Linked DNA regions of Mus musculus: all the other regions are linked to region 2. A link is a contact called in public HiChIP or PLAC-seq and promoter capture Hi-C data. All regions are on one chromosome and are shown on one strand. The core of a region is the stretch at or near the end of the contact, and the rest is flanking DNA. Distances in the headings are between cores, read along the strand shown. Region 1 holds the start of Napb (N-ethylmaleimide sensitive fusion protein attachment protein beta). Region 2 holds the start of Ninl (ninein-like). Region 3 holds the start of Cst3 (cystatin C).

Evidence for each region. Promoter capture Hi-C pulls out the DNA fragments that hold promoters and counts their contacts. HiChIP or PLAC-seq counts read pairs in DNA pulled down with a chosen protein or histone mark.
Region 1: a promoter capture Hi-C map of hippocampal neurons shows a contact between it and region 2, with 7 times the contacts expected there. The contact joins the promoter of Napb here to the promoter of Ninl in region 2. A contact is called at or near these places in 2 of 39 promoter capture datasets (hippocampal neurons and liver) and 1 of 115 datasets of contacts at active chromatin or transcription factors (astrocytes).
Region 3: a contact with region 2 is called in an H3K4me3 HiChIP or PLAC-seq map of embryonic forebrain, with 7 times the contacts expected there. The contact joins the promoter of Cst3 here to the promoter of Ninl in region 2. A contact is called at or near these places in 3 of 39 promoter capture datasets (cranial neural crest, hippocampal neurons and pre-B cells) and 2 of 115 datasets of contacts at active chromatin or transcription factors (bone marrow-derived dendritic cells and embryonic forebrain).

The regions. Positions count from the first base shown.
Region 1 is chr2:148,731,074-148,735,438 of GRCm38.p6, reverse strand. Napb (N-ethylmaleimide sensitive fusion protein attachment protein beta) reads left to right here and starts at 3,019. Exons shown (of 11, transcript NM_019632.3): 1 at 3,019-3,173. The coding sequence starts at 3,076.
Region 2 is chr2:151,007,056-151,011,697 of GRCm38.p6, reverse strand. Ninl (ninein-like) reads left to right here and starts at 2,300. Exons shown (of 24, transcript NM_207204.2): 1 at 2,300-2,467.
Region 3 is chr2:148,872,745-148,877,470 of GRCm38.p6, reverse strand. It overlaps Cst3 (cystatin C), which reads left to right and starts at 1,959. Exons shown (of 3, transcript NM_009976.4): 1 at 1,959-2,318; 2 at 4,541-4,654. The coding sequence starts at 2,094.

The DNA.
Region 1 (4,365 bases), core at 1,770-4,269, 2.3 Mb after region 2:
AGGCAGAGCACATGGGGTGGAGAACTACCCTTGGCACATGCGCAGATTATTTGTTTACCACTTAGAACACAGGATGTCAGCTCCATCTTGCAACGGCGAATGTGAGGGCGGCTCCCCACACTGGAGCAGCGTAGCATTTATTGCCCTTGTTTCTATTGTAGATACTGTGACCAGATGCTTGGTGCTCCTCCACCTTAGTTTTCCTTCTCTGATCGACCAAGACCTTGAACTGTGGGTCAGGATTATTATCTCCCTTAAGTTGCTTTTGGCAGAGTATTTTCTCAAAGCAGAAGAGAAATTAAGGTAAATGTCCTGGAAGAGGGGGCTGATACCCTAGCAGACTCCTTAGGGTAGGAAGGGTCACCAGAGGTGATTCTATTTCTCAGCTTGGGGGTCTCCAGACATACAACATGGTCAGCACTACCAGGGTGGACCAGGCTGTTGACTGACTTCCTCTAACCTATCTGTGGTGGCTTAAAACTGCCTTTAAGGTCAGCCTGGCCTATGTAGCAAGCTCTAGGACAACCAGTATTACAGAGAGACCTTGTCCCAGAAAAAAACAAAACAAAACAGCAAACAAATAAACAAGGTTGAGTCCCTCTCATCAAGAAATATCATCCAATTCCCCTCCCTGTATGTAGGCTAGCTTTACCTCTTTGCTTCGGTGTAGAAAAGTGTCACACCATTCTTTACTGTTGAGGCTTGGTTATAAAAGGTGGCCCTACTCTACCTACAACTCTAGCAACAGGCAGATGGCCACATCCTCTACTCACGAACGTCATTTTCTGTTAGAACTGGGGATTTCAGATGAGTTCAGTCATGCCTCTATGTTGGAGACCATACCGTGAGAAAAAGCCTTTCACAGTCTCCCACCCTGACAAGCCAAATGACCTTGTGCTAGGAGCTGCTCATCACTTCCTTCTCCCTGTTCCCTTTCTGGCACCTGAGGCTGTAAAAGCTGAATTCTTCCTTATCTCTTCCTGATTCCCATGACATCCAAGGACACGAGTTACTTGCTGAGCCCGGACTGACACCCAAGGCTGTTAAGGAGGATTCGAATTCCGGAGATAAGACGAAGAATGCCTGCCACCTGGAGCCTGACTTCGGCCTTCATGTCCCCAGATGCCCACTTCTTTGTTCTTTGTTAATTCCCCCTCAATCCCTCCCTATTCCCCTCGATGTATGCTTTAAGAACCACTGTTTCTGCCTAATAAACTGAGACCTTGATAGGAATCCCTTCTTGGTCTCGGCTTCTCCTTTCTCTCCCTCCCATTTCCGCCCAGGTTTGCAGTCCCCCTCGAACCCACGAATAACTGAGTCCTGCTGGGTGGGATAACCTCTATGGACTGTTTGATATGGAGAGTGGGCCTTTAACCTTCTAATCTACTCTTCTTTGTATTCACTCAGCTTGAATGTATCCGGAATGTCCATTGAATAGGATGTGCCCAGAGCCACTGTAAGGTAGGTGCCACAGTCTGAATGAATGAGCATCCATTAAAGGCAGATGAGTGAAATGTCTGGTTTTTGAGGTGTGCTTTGGGAGAATGTATTCTGGTTCCTTTTCATCCAAAGCTTTAGAATTTAGAATGATTAACTCCAGAATAGGGTAGAGTGGAGATCTGGACACCAAAGACTAGTGGCAGAGGGATCAATATTTCTTGACTATCCTGCAGAGTTGTTCCATTCAGCCAGGGTTGGGAATTGCTCTGATCAACACACTGCTGCTGCCCATGATGCTTAGGAGTTGACTCAATCCACCAAATTCCCCAACTGACTCCTTTTCAAATGCCAATGTTGGTTCACTTTTTGCAATTTTTCTCTCTTCAATCCAACATCCACTGCCACCTCCAATTTCCTACCTCCGTCTACCCTCCTGCTCCAAACTTGCAAATCAGTTCTCCAAAGTGAAAAAAAAAACAACAACAAAAAAACAAGCTCATAGTAGTTGTAAAAAAAACTATGCACCAAGAGCCGATATTCCCCTCTATCTTGAGAGCATCCTGCTATGGTTGGATCATGCCACACTGTGACATCAGTTTTGGTAGCTTGTTTCCAGGAGTTTAAACGCTCTTGCTATGTTCTCTGAAAACAGGCTTCATTTTCTTAGACAAATTCTGCTTGCCAGTTCCTACAGCGTATTCATGAAGAGTTTTAAATCATCAGAAACTCTCATTTGGCAGTAATTCTATTTGCTGCACCACCTAAGAAGTAGCACTGCCAAGCATAAATGGTCTAGACATTGTATTAAAAAACACCTCCCTCTGGGACAGGCCTAGAAGTCACTGGCACAGGATTGCATCTATCTATGGATATTTAGTAGATTAGAAGTCTTCCTGGCAGACAGGAATTTTGTCAAGATCCACCCACTATAGCCAGCATTATGTAAAGCATAAGAGAGTTCACTGGCTTATAGCCATTTAATAGAATTCAGTCAATAACAAGAGTAGATTGTGCCTACAGGAAAGATATGCAATCCATTTTTAAACAAGAGGACCAAATGGAAAGTTGTAGTTTGGGGACGCTTAAAATCAACTCTGAATTTATATTGGGGATGATGATGCATTTTTAATGTCTTGCTGTCAGAAATTAAAAATAGCTCTTTAGGCCAGCTGTTGCTGCTTTTCTGGCAGAGTTGGGAGGTGGGGCACCACATGGTTGACTAAATTGAGCTGAACTGCTGCATTAGATTAAATTTTGCAGTATTGCTTGTAGAGTGTCTCTCTGTCTCCCTCTCTCTGTCTGTCTCTGTCTCTATCTCTGTCTCTCTCTCTCTTTCTTTCTCTCTCTCAACCTTGAAGTCTACCTCCAAGGGTCCAAGGCCCAAGACCCCTCCAGAAGGCCACGCCCCTTCCCCCTCCTCCAGGGAGTCCGGGAGAACGCCCGGCCCTGCCCAGCAGCCTGCTGGGAACTGTAGTTGTGGTCTCTGACAAACTGGCATTAAGGTGGAATGTAGGACTACAGATCCCGAAAGGCCACGCGTGCCGCGCCTGCGTGTCCGCACCTGCTGGAGGGAGGGCTAAGTCGTCCCGGGAGCCTAGCTAGTCAGCAGAGGAGGCTTTGGCTGCAGCGGGTGACATGGACAACGCAGGGAAGGAGCGAGAAGCGGTCCAGCTTATGGCGGAGGCCGAGAAGCGAGTGAAGGCTTCCCACTCTTTCCTCCGAGGGTTGTTCGGGTGAGCGCCAGAGGTCTTGCCCTTAGGGGTCTTGGTGCCCGATCCCCTGCCCAGCCGGCTGCCACCGCAGAGTACCCCGCGCAACTGCTTAGGGTTACGGGATTCCCAGTGGCCCACGCTCTGTTTTGGGTCCCGTAGCATCCAGGGCCTCATCGCATCCCTTGGGCCGTGTCTGGGGTGTCTCTCCAGTCAGCACACACTGCAAGCCCCAGAACCTTTTGGGGATCCTCAGGCCTTGGACACCCCTCACCCACACCCGGAGAACCTCTAGCTCACAATCCCCAGGCACCCTTAAACAACCCAGAACACCTACGCGTCCTCGGAGATCTCTGTGGTCCCCCAAGTCCCATGCGTCGCCAACGGTCCGGTGCTAGCTCCAGGGTCCGCGCCAAGCTGCCTCTTCAAGGATGCCACCCCTCCTGGTGGACCAGATTTATTCATTTCCCCTGGTTGGGCCCGTAAATCCCCCGGGGGAGCCAGGACTGTGAGGTTCTGGAATTCAACCTGGAGTTTGGCAGCAGCTGGTGGCTCGTGGGGAGCGCGAAGTCTGCGCCCCTGTATCCCGGGCACTTGCCCGCTGGCCTTGGCTCAAGGGCCTTGAAATCATATCCTCCTTGGTGTGTTTTTCATTTGCCAGAGTGACTTGTATCCGTAGTTCAGGCTTCCCGTTTGATGAACTGTATGTAACATTGCTCCTTTTTAAAGTCAGAGTATCCTTTGGGAATCCCGTGATTTTGTTAATTCTTACATATCTTGGTAGGGAAGGGTTTGGTTTACATTCTGAGCTTTCAAAAAGCAAAACCTGCCCTGAGAGCTTGTGGAAGAATTCTGGGCTGTTGATTATGCGAATGATTCAGCTGTTTATGACAGCGGTAGAAATTACGTGTGCCTCTTCTTTTTTTTCTCCCATTTGAAAGTGAAAGATCTGTACCAAGAACAGATTTTAATTATCGAGAGGGACTAGAGGTACATACTAAACTGCTGCATTGTGAGACGCAGTTTCTGTAAAAATTCAGTATAGACACTTAAGTGCTGAAAATGTACCCAGTGAACTTTGACTTTTATTTTTACTTCATTCATCTGACTACTAATTACATTAATTATTATATAATAGTTTAATTGAGCCCCATTATGTTTGCATCTCCAGGAAATGCTTAGAGTCACATTGATACAGTTTATGGTACCATGGTCT
Region 2 (4,642 bases), core at 1,051-3,550:
CACATGCGTAGCAAACTGAAGGCTGTACCTTCCTGTTTGGCACCAGAACAAACAAACAAATAGAAGAGAAAAAAGCAATATTAGTTCAATGGTTTTACTGAGTAACAATATAAAATGTAAAGAGAGATGTGGCCATGGCACAGTGGATAATTTTTGAAAGAATTGTAAGTCAGGCTGGGGTGGTGAGCCAACAAGTTGCTCAGCATTTGCTGTGCTGCTGAGAATAGATAAGATACTGGCTTGGGCTGCTAAACCCACAGACTCTAGATCAGAAACCTTGTTTTCCCAGATCCTTGGTTTTAAAATGATACATTATATCCACAAATGAAAGAGGGTCGTATTTCCTCCTATGACAATGCAGCTTTTCTTGTTGGGAAGGCAAGTGTAATCTGCCCTTCAAAATGCCTTGCTGGGAATATTTAGAATGTATATCTCTATCTGGAAAGGTAACTTTCTTTATTTGGGAAACCAGGTAGTCTCAGAAACCTGATCCAAATGCCATTCCTTTAGTGATGGGGTGGAGACAGTGTTCTACCATTTATGGTTTTTTGGGGGGAGGGGGATGGGAAGTAATTACGTTTAAAAACATACAATCTTCTGGAGCCTGGGAGCCAGTTTAGCTGATAAAAGCACTTGCTGTACAAGGGTACACTCCATGAAGTGCATGCACTCCTCCACCACCACCCCTGTGTCACTAACGAAATTAGTGCGTTAGTGTGTAACCTTTAAAAGTCAAACAAATGAAACGTTCACAAAAAGAAGACCCACCAGAATGTGATGCTGTTGGGAGGTGTGGACTGGAATCTATAATCAGGTCTTCTAGTCATTGAGGAGGTGTCCCTAAAGGGAATCTGGCAGCCCCTGTCTCTCTCTCTGTCTCTGACTCTCATTCCAGCTCTGATGTGGTGACTTGCCACAAGCTCAGAAGCAACAAAGATAAATTGACCCTGGGTTGAAATCTCTAAAACTCCAAGTCCATAGAAACCCTATTCCCCCTTCTTTATTCTTACCTCAGCTATTTGCTATAGGTCGGGGGGGGGGGGGGGATGGAGTAACATGCCCCGCCCCGCTCCTCTCTGGCTAGGAGCCACTGCTGTGATGGCTAATTTGGGTTGCTGGTTTGGCTGGATCAATTAGTTCATGTCCCTGCAAAAAGTGTCTTTCACATCTCCATTTCACAGATGAACAAAGTGAAGATCTCCCAGATTGTGTAACTGGGTGGCACAAAGTCCAACATCCAGTGAATGGCCCTGTGAATCTCATCATCTAACTCTAAGTTCATTCTCTAACAGTACATGGAAAACCCAGAGTATAAGGAGATTTAGAGAATATATAGTCTTTAAAAATATTTCTAAAACTTATTGTGTGAATGTGTGTGTGCATGATGCTTATATGTCTGTGTTCAGAACGGCATGTGTCTCAGTGTGTGTGTGTGTGTGTGTGTGTGTGTGTGTGTGTGTGTGTGTAGTCAGAGGAAAGCTCTGTGGAGTTGATTTTTCTAAGGTTTTTTTTTTTTAATTATATGTATGGGTGCTTTGCCTCTATGTATATCTATGCAACACATGCACTCTTGGTGTCTGAGGAGAAGTCAACACTGGATCCCTTGGAACTAGAGTTACAGATAATTGTGAGCTGCCCTGTGGGTGCTCAGAATTGAACATGGGTCCTCAGGAAGAACAGCCAGTGTTCTTCACTGCTGAGCCATTTCTCCAGCACCTCCTATCACCTTTACATGTGTTCTGGGATTGAATTTAGGTCATCAGGCTAGCAAGGCAAGTGCTTTTACAAACTGAGCCATCTCCCTGGTCCTGATAAAATACACTCTGCACAGTGGCGACTATGGCATACCACACTTTGGGAACCTCAGGTTATAATCTAGAGGGAAGCAGGGCCCTGGTTATATGCCCCACAGCTACACCTCTGCCACAGGGTGTAGGCATGTCATGTCCATCACTGGTTGGGGCAAGTTATGACACATGAAAAGGGATACAGCCCAAGTATATGGTTCATCAGAGTACAGTATGGGCTTTTTACTGGTTCCTGGCTGCCTACCACTCTGTGGAATTCTTCCACTTGAAAGTACTTGAGTCTCTTATTTTTTAGTTTAGTTGTTGTTAGTTTTTTGTTTGTTTGTTTGTTTTTAACACCCTGTCTCCCAGAGCCTTGAAGTCATCCTGCATCCTCCTCTTCCATACCAGCTAGGCCCCTGGCCCAGCTCCGCCTGCCTCCTCGCCCCGCCCGTCCAAGCCCCGCCCCCAAGGAGCCCCGCCCCTTCCCTGGGGAGGCCCCGCGAGAACGAGGGGGCGGCGCCCAGAGGCCTTGGGAGCCCAGGGGAGCGCGGCCGGCAGACACAAAGAGCGGCCGAGGGACGCGCGCTGGGGTGTCCTACCCGGCTCGCTTTGCACCGGGCTGCCGGAGCCCGCATCCTGAACTCAGCGTTCAGAGAGCCGAGCCTCCCACTCCCCAGGTGAGTAGGGCGTGGGAGAGGGCTGAGGGGAGGGGAGCCGAGCCGAGCGGAGCCGAGGGGGGCCGAGCTGGGCCGAGGAGGGCCGAGCCGGGCCGAAGGGATCCGCATCCTCGTGCAGCGGCCGGTACACAGCGGAGCCGATGCTTGCGATGCAGGCGCGCGCTCAGAAAGCCACACCAGAGTCTCACTGCTCTGCGGCGCACTCGGACCGGGAACGGTGGTCCGCACCGAACTCAGCGTGCTAGTGGGGTGCAGCTGCCGCCCCAAATTTTGACGTACTCAGAGAGCGGGATGCCTGGGCCCGCCGTGCTTCCCGCCTTCGTCCTCTTTTGACGAGGGGAACCGGATCGGGAGGCGACCCCAGCCTGTGTCTGAGCCCCCTTCTCAGTGCCCCTGGGAAAGCCAGGGACCATGCTTGATTGAGAGCACCTATTGGCGTTGTTGCCGCGCGTCGGTCCCTCCTGTGACTGGTGAAGTCGTCCTTGCGATCTCTGGTTGTATTATCAGTTTGCACTTAGTTGTTGAAAACTGGGACACCTCTCTCTGGGGCGGAGAAGCCTGTTGCTTCTGTGTCAAGGTCGTCCCTGCCTGCGCACCATTCTGCTACTTTGTTGTGCACTTGCGAGGCTGGTCCATCGGTAATTGAGAAGCAGTGACCTGGTGTTTGGGCTCTAGCTGTCTCAGGCAACAAATTGCACGATGGGAGACCAACTTAAAGTTTCTTAAATACCTAAATTGTCAGGCGCTCTCTGTAGCTCGTTATATGGGGGTGGAAGAAAAGAGTGATGCCTTCTCTCTCCTCTACAACATTTAGCCGACTTTTAGAACCAGGAAGGAGGTCCAGAAATGGCCCTTGCAGAAGTTCACTTGATGCGCAAGGCAGGTAGCAGAGAGGGACCGTGAAGATGGTGTTTGCCTGAGATTTCCAGGTTCTTGACTATGGATTTACTGCTTTTAAAGCAGGGGTGTGTGGGAGAAAAGAAAAAGAGGGAAGAAGGTTGGTCAGTTTATGAACTACTGTGTGCAAGAACAGGCGCGAATGAGAAGGAACGTGCCTGTGGAGTTAGGGCAGTTAGGGCAGCAGCCAGCTTGCCTCTACTGTTCATTTTATGTTATCTGTTAGTGGCTTAGACGACTACAGATCAAACTAGTCTGTAGTCAGTTGCCAGACACTAATGTTTTGATGGAAGACAAACCACATATGTGAAGGTGGTCCTAATAGGAACTGAAAAATTCCCATTAGGGGTGTCATCCCTGTAACCTTGTAATGAATCTCTGATGTCAACAGTCTAATCTAGCTTTATAAGAGTTATTGCATCCCGTTAGGTGTAGTGCATGGTATTTACTCTTGGGGTTTCTGAGAATGGAGCCCATGGTCTCAGATATGCCAGCCTCCTGCTGAAGCACATCCCCAGCCCAGTAACAATAAGAAGGAGAAGCGTCTCTTACTTGTTTATGTAGAAGACTATGCTTCGGCCAGGGTCTTAGTGTTGCTATTTAGATTGCTTGCTGTAAGGCAATATGCTCTGCTATGCCAGCAGCAACCTCACGCATCTCACGTATATGGAGCTTGTTAACTGTGTTGCGAGGCCACTCAGGTGATAAACTCTTTCTAGGTTAGTATATGCGCACATGGTGATATGAGTGCAGTAACGGAATTGCTGAATGACACTTCATAGTGTGTATCCCCATCATTAGCAACACCCGTCTTCATAAGGTAAAGAAAAGTAGGAACTCTGTTACATAAAATGGAGATTCGGTAAGAATCGGAGGATACTGCGTCTTTTTTTCAGTGTGAGAAAGTAGTAAGCTTTCTCCAAAAACTGGAACTTCAGATAAGATGTAACAATACTGACTTAGAAAAAAAGAACACTCTATAAAGAAAAAGTTAGGATTTACCTTTTAAAAACTAATATAAGCTAATAGAAAATGGGCTTTTCTTGAACTCATTTTATGTTGCGATTTGAAGACATGCTAGGTCCATGCTAGGACATAATGGGCTGTGGTCATTTGCTGACAGCTAGGTATAAATTTCTTAGAATTTGCATCTTTAGGAATGGCAGCAGAATTCTCATGGTAAACTTTGGGGTTTGGATGTTATTTGATGGGTGGTCCTCTCTAAATTTTCAAGATAATCCATGTGACATTTGTGCCTCCTTCCTAAAGTGGATACCT
Region 3 (4,726 bases), core at 710-3,209, 2.1 Mb after region 2:
GGTCAGCCACATGTGCTGAATTTGTGTGCACTCATTGAAATTATTTTATACACATAAAATAAGTCATATGTTAACAATACCTCACTCCTGGTAAGTCAGTGGAAACTATGTAACCTTCCAATCAGAGGGAAATCACAGACCCACAGTGAGGCTCCCTTAGGGGAGCAGCTCGAATAGACCTTGTGCTTGAATGTTCATCCTCAGCTGCCTGCCCTCTCACTAGCTTGTCCCATAGCCCTCAAGCCCCAGCCTTCCTCTAGCATCCACACAGCTGCCAGAGTTAGAGTCCTGGCCCTACCCCTTCCCTGCTTATGTAAACTTACCCCTTGCCAGTGTTCCTTGTTTCTAAACAGAAAAGCCCTGTTGGACCTCATCACCTAAGCAGGGGTCATTCCCTCTGACTGGTGCTATCTCCCTGGTCTAGGTGGAACTCCTCGACTGTTTGAATCCCAAAGGGATCTTTCAACTAATATCTACTGGCACCCATCTCTTGCTCCCCCTATCTCACTTTCTACAGAGCATTATAATCATCTGATCTTAATTATTGATCACCTCCCATACTACCACTAGCACAAACCTTAAACTTTAAAGCTTAAACCTTATGCAGTACTATAGCCACCAGCATCAGCAGTTAGCAGATGTGGAAAGGGGGGTCAGACTGAGTGAACATTGGTCCTAAATGTTACAAATATACACAGACTCTAAAGGATTACTATACACATTAAGGAATATAATCTGTTTCCTTAAGAGTTATTATTATATATTGAAATTACATTTGATAGGTTAAATAAAACGTATTAAAGACTTCAATATTTGGGTTTTGTTATCACTGATTTGTCTGTTTGTTTTTTAACAAGAGGGTCTCACTGTGTAGCCCTGTCTTCTCCTCCTCCTCCTCCTCCTCCTCCTCCTCCTCCTCCTCCTCCTCCTCCTCCTCCACCTCCTCCTCCACCTCCTCCCCCTCCCCCTCTCCCTCTCCCTCTCCCTCTCCCTCTCCCTCTCCCTCTCTCCCTCCCTCTCCCTCTCCCCCTCCCTCTCCCTCTCCCCCTCCCCCTCCTCCTCCTTCTTCTTTTTCTTCTAAGATTTCACTGTGTAGCCCTTGCTGGCCTGGAACCAGAGATGTAGACCAAGCTGGTCTTGAACACAGATCTACCTACTTCTGCCTTCCATGTACTGGAATTAAATACATGCGCCATCATACCCAGCCTCATACCGTAGTTTTTAACCTGTCTACTAGGAAGCATAAAAGACACATGGGTTCATCTTAGATGGATATACTGGGCAGCCTGTTACAATATCCATTCGGGGCTTGGCCTCCTGTGGTATCTCCAGGCCCTAGAGTGGCCTGGTCTAGGAAGAAGCCTAGGATGGTTTCTTTAAGGATAATGAGTAGTTACACAGAATGCTGCACACTTCCCCACTCCCCCAAGATCAATTTATTTTCCTTTGACAAGTATCTTAGGACAGGGCCTTCAGGAAAATGAAATAATAGCCCTGCTCCGAGCATTCCCACATAGTGACCCTGCTCTCCATCAAGTGATCGAGGCTGAACTTTGAAGATGCAGGAAATTAAAGACTCGTTGCCCTTTTCCTTTCTGGAGAAACAGGGTTCAGATGTCACTGGCATTTTAGGGTCCAGAGAGCAATGACCAACTTCTCTGGTGAAACCACACTTCATGAAACAGGGAACTTGGAGTAAAAGGGGAAGCTGTGGAAAAGGGCACAGAAGAGGAACTGGTAAGAACAGAAAGCTAAGAGTGAAGAAGGAAGGGAGAGGCGGGGCAGGGATGGGGGAGGGGAGGCTCAGCAGGGAATGGGAATCTGGCAGCTCTTTAAGAGGTATCTGACCTACAAGGCAAGAACAGACTAGCAGCTGACTGAAGCAGAGGGAGGGCGGGGCCGTTCGGAAGAGGAGGCGGGGCCCGCTAGGGGGCAGACGGAAAAGGGAGGGTGGCCGCCGGAAAAGGAGGAGCCAGGAGAGGCGGGCGGGTCCCTAACGCTCGCATTTGGGTAAAAGTCGCACGGAGTAGCAGCGTCTGTTCTGCACCAACTCAGAGTCTTGTTGGAGCTTTATCCCTTTGTCCTAGCCAACCATGGCCAGCCCGCTGCGCTCCTTGCTGTTCCTGCTGGCCGTCCTGGCCGTGGCCTGGGCGGCGACCCCAAAACAAGGCCCGCGAATGTTGGGAGCCCCGGAGGAGGCAGATGCCAATGAGGAAGGCGTGCGGCGAGCGTTGGACTTCGCTGTGAGCGAGTACAACAAGGGCAGCAACGATGCGTACCACAGCCGCGCCATACAGGTGGTGAGAGCTCGTAAGCAGGTACGTGTCCCTGCTGTCCCCTGCTCTCCCGACGTCTCCAGGCCGCTCCCACCCAGGCACCCCTAGCTAGGGCGCGGTTTGCATCTGCAGTTGTTAATCAACACCTTTGCTTCTTATGGGAGCGGTCCTCTCTCTTCCTTTCTTCTCTGGTCTACTCATTGTGTTAACATTCATCTTTTGTTTATTCTGGAACTCAGAAGAGCCCAGCGGGTGGGCCTCCTAGCTCTGTTTCCAAAAGGCCACCCAGAGAAGGTACTAAGGATGTAGGTCAAACGCTCCCTGGGCGGAGCTCACCTCCCTTAGCCGCCTGGGGTCAATGTCAACTGCTAATGATCTGGCTTCACTTAATCGCGCTACTTGAAACTCATTCTGACAGACGGCAGATTTCACCCCATCCTTCCAGTAAACACTTGGCCATGTTCCAATCTCCTTGCTCTACTCAGGAGCACGTGTACGTGGGTGTGTGTTTATAGTCACTTATTTTTGTGTATACTTTCAGAGTCAACACTTCCGGAAAACAAGGGCATTCTCTACATACCCAAGATTCCATTTGGAAAATTGGGAACCCACGAACACTCAGGTCCTTCACTCAAAGTCTCAGTTTGCTGGTCTCCACTATGGACTCTGCTAGCAAGGGCCATTTCTATCCAGTCTGGCAGCCTGTCTTTTTCTCTGAGCACTGCCTGTGCTGCCTTGCTGTTTTGGTAGCACTGTAGAATGGTCCAGACAGCTGTGGTGATCAGTCCTGTACCACACAGTCAGGCTCCCTTCAGCCATGACTCGGTTTGTGATGGGTGAACCTCAAAGCTAAACAACCCCTTGATGCTGCAGCCGTATTAGCTTGTACACAGTGTGGCCAGGGCACATTTCTCAGAAGGAGCCTCTATCCTTAAGGGACACATAACTGTGTAGATTGGTGTCTGAGTTTCTTGGCTGTCATGTTGGTGCAGGTCACCAGGCAGGTCCCCTTGTGTCTTCTCAGAAGGTGCTGTCTAGTTGTTCTAAGAAGCCTTGCTTCCCTCTTCTTGTGGCCCTGGAATATCCTCGGGATATCCCTCAGGGGTTTTGCTAATTACCCCCCAAGATAGCTCTAATCACCCTCCACCCACTGAGTAGATGGACAGACTACCTTAGACTTAGACTCTGACAGAGGAGCTAGCTGCAGGAGCTGCTAAAGCCCCAAAGTTGACCCAAAGGAAGCCCAGGTTTTAGACGACAAAGAGTTGTATGCCAGTGTGTAGAGCTCATTTCTACCTTCTCTTGAAAATACAAACGAGTTAAATCCTGCTCCATTTTTTTCTCCTGCTGCTGGGATCAACCTTGAGAAAACTCCACTTCCCAGCTGCCTTGGACCTTGAGGGCCAGTGCACCTCTTAATTGTGGCAACAGATGGAGCAAAGTATAAGGAGTTGTAGGTTCTTTGGTCTGCAGGTCTCCTTTAACTAGTAGGAAAATCAGGACATTCTCCCAAATCCAGAGCTGTTTTTGGTCCTGCGGGGCAATCAATACACAGAGCCCTGTACCCCTCCACCCCGACCTATGTCCCTCAGTTTGTGCTTCCCATTTCTGACAAGTTGATCTGGTGTGCCCCATTATGGGGAGAGGGATAAGTGCTATTCTTAAATTGCAAATGGAAGACCTACAGGGAAATGACATGCTTGAGAAAATTCTGGAGAGTCTCTCTGAAGGAGAAATCATTTAAGAGTGCTCTTCCCTCTGACTTGAAACATCCCCGTGTGTGAAGCATCCCATGTCCTCTTGTCCCTGAAAGGAAGGAGTCCTAGGTAAATAAATATGTTCTCTCTAGGCTGTGTATGGGGAATGGCTGGCTCTCCACCAGTGCTGTCGTGTCTGAGCCTGAGGAGCCACAGTCAGCAGAATTGAGTTAATCCCACACTGCAGCCCAGAGCCTTTGCTTATGCTCAGAGAACAAACCTAGGCTCCTAGAACAGCCTTCCCTACTCACAGAAAGGTTTGTCAGTGCTAGCTTCTGCCTTTTGTGTTCTGCTTCTCCTCTTAGTCAGCTACATATGACAACTTGTCAGAGTTGCTCAGAATAAAACAATTGCCAACAGAGCCTGGGGCGCTTGTCTGTGGGTGAGATTTCTGGCTGCCTATGAATCCAGGCATAAGTCCTAGGTAAACACTTCGGGTCTGTGATGGAAGGCAGCTGTGTGGAAGTCACTTGACTGCACTGTTCAATCCTGCTCTTCTCACTGTAGCTCGTGGCTGGAGTGAACTATTTTTTGGATGTGGAGATGGGCCGAACTACATGTACCAAGTCCCAGACAAATTTGACTGACTGTCCTTTCCATGACCAGCCCCATCTGATGAGGGTAGGTACTTGATATCAGCCTAAGGGCAATCGTGCAGGCAAAAGTTAATAATGGTGATTCATAAATGGATAC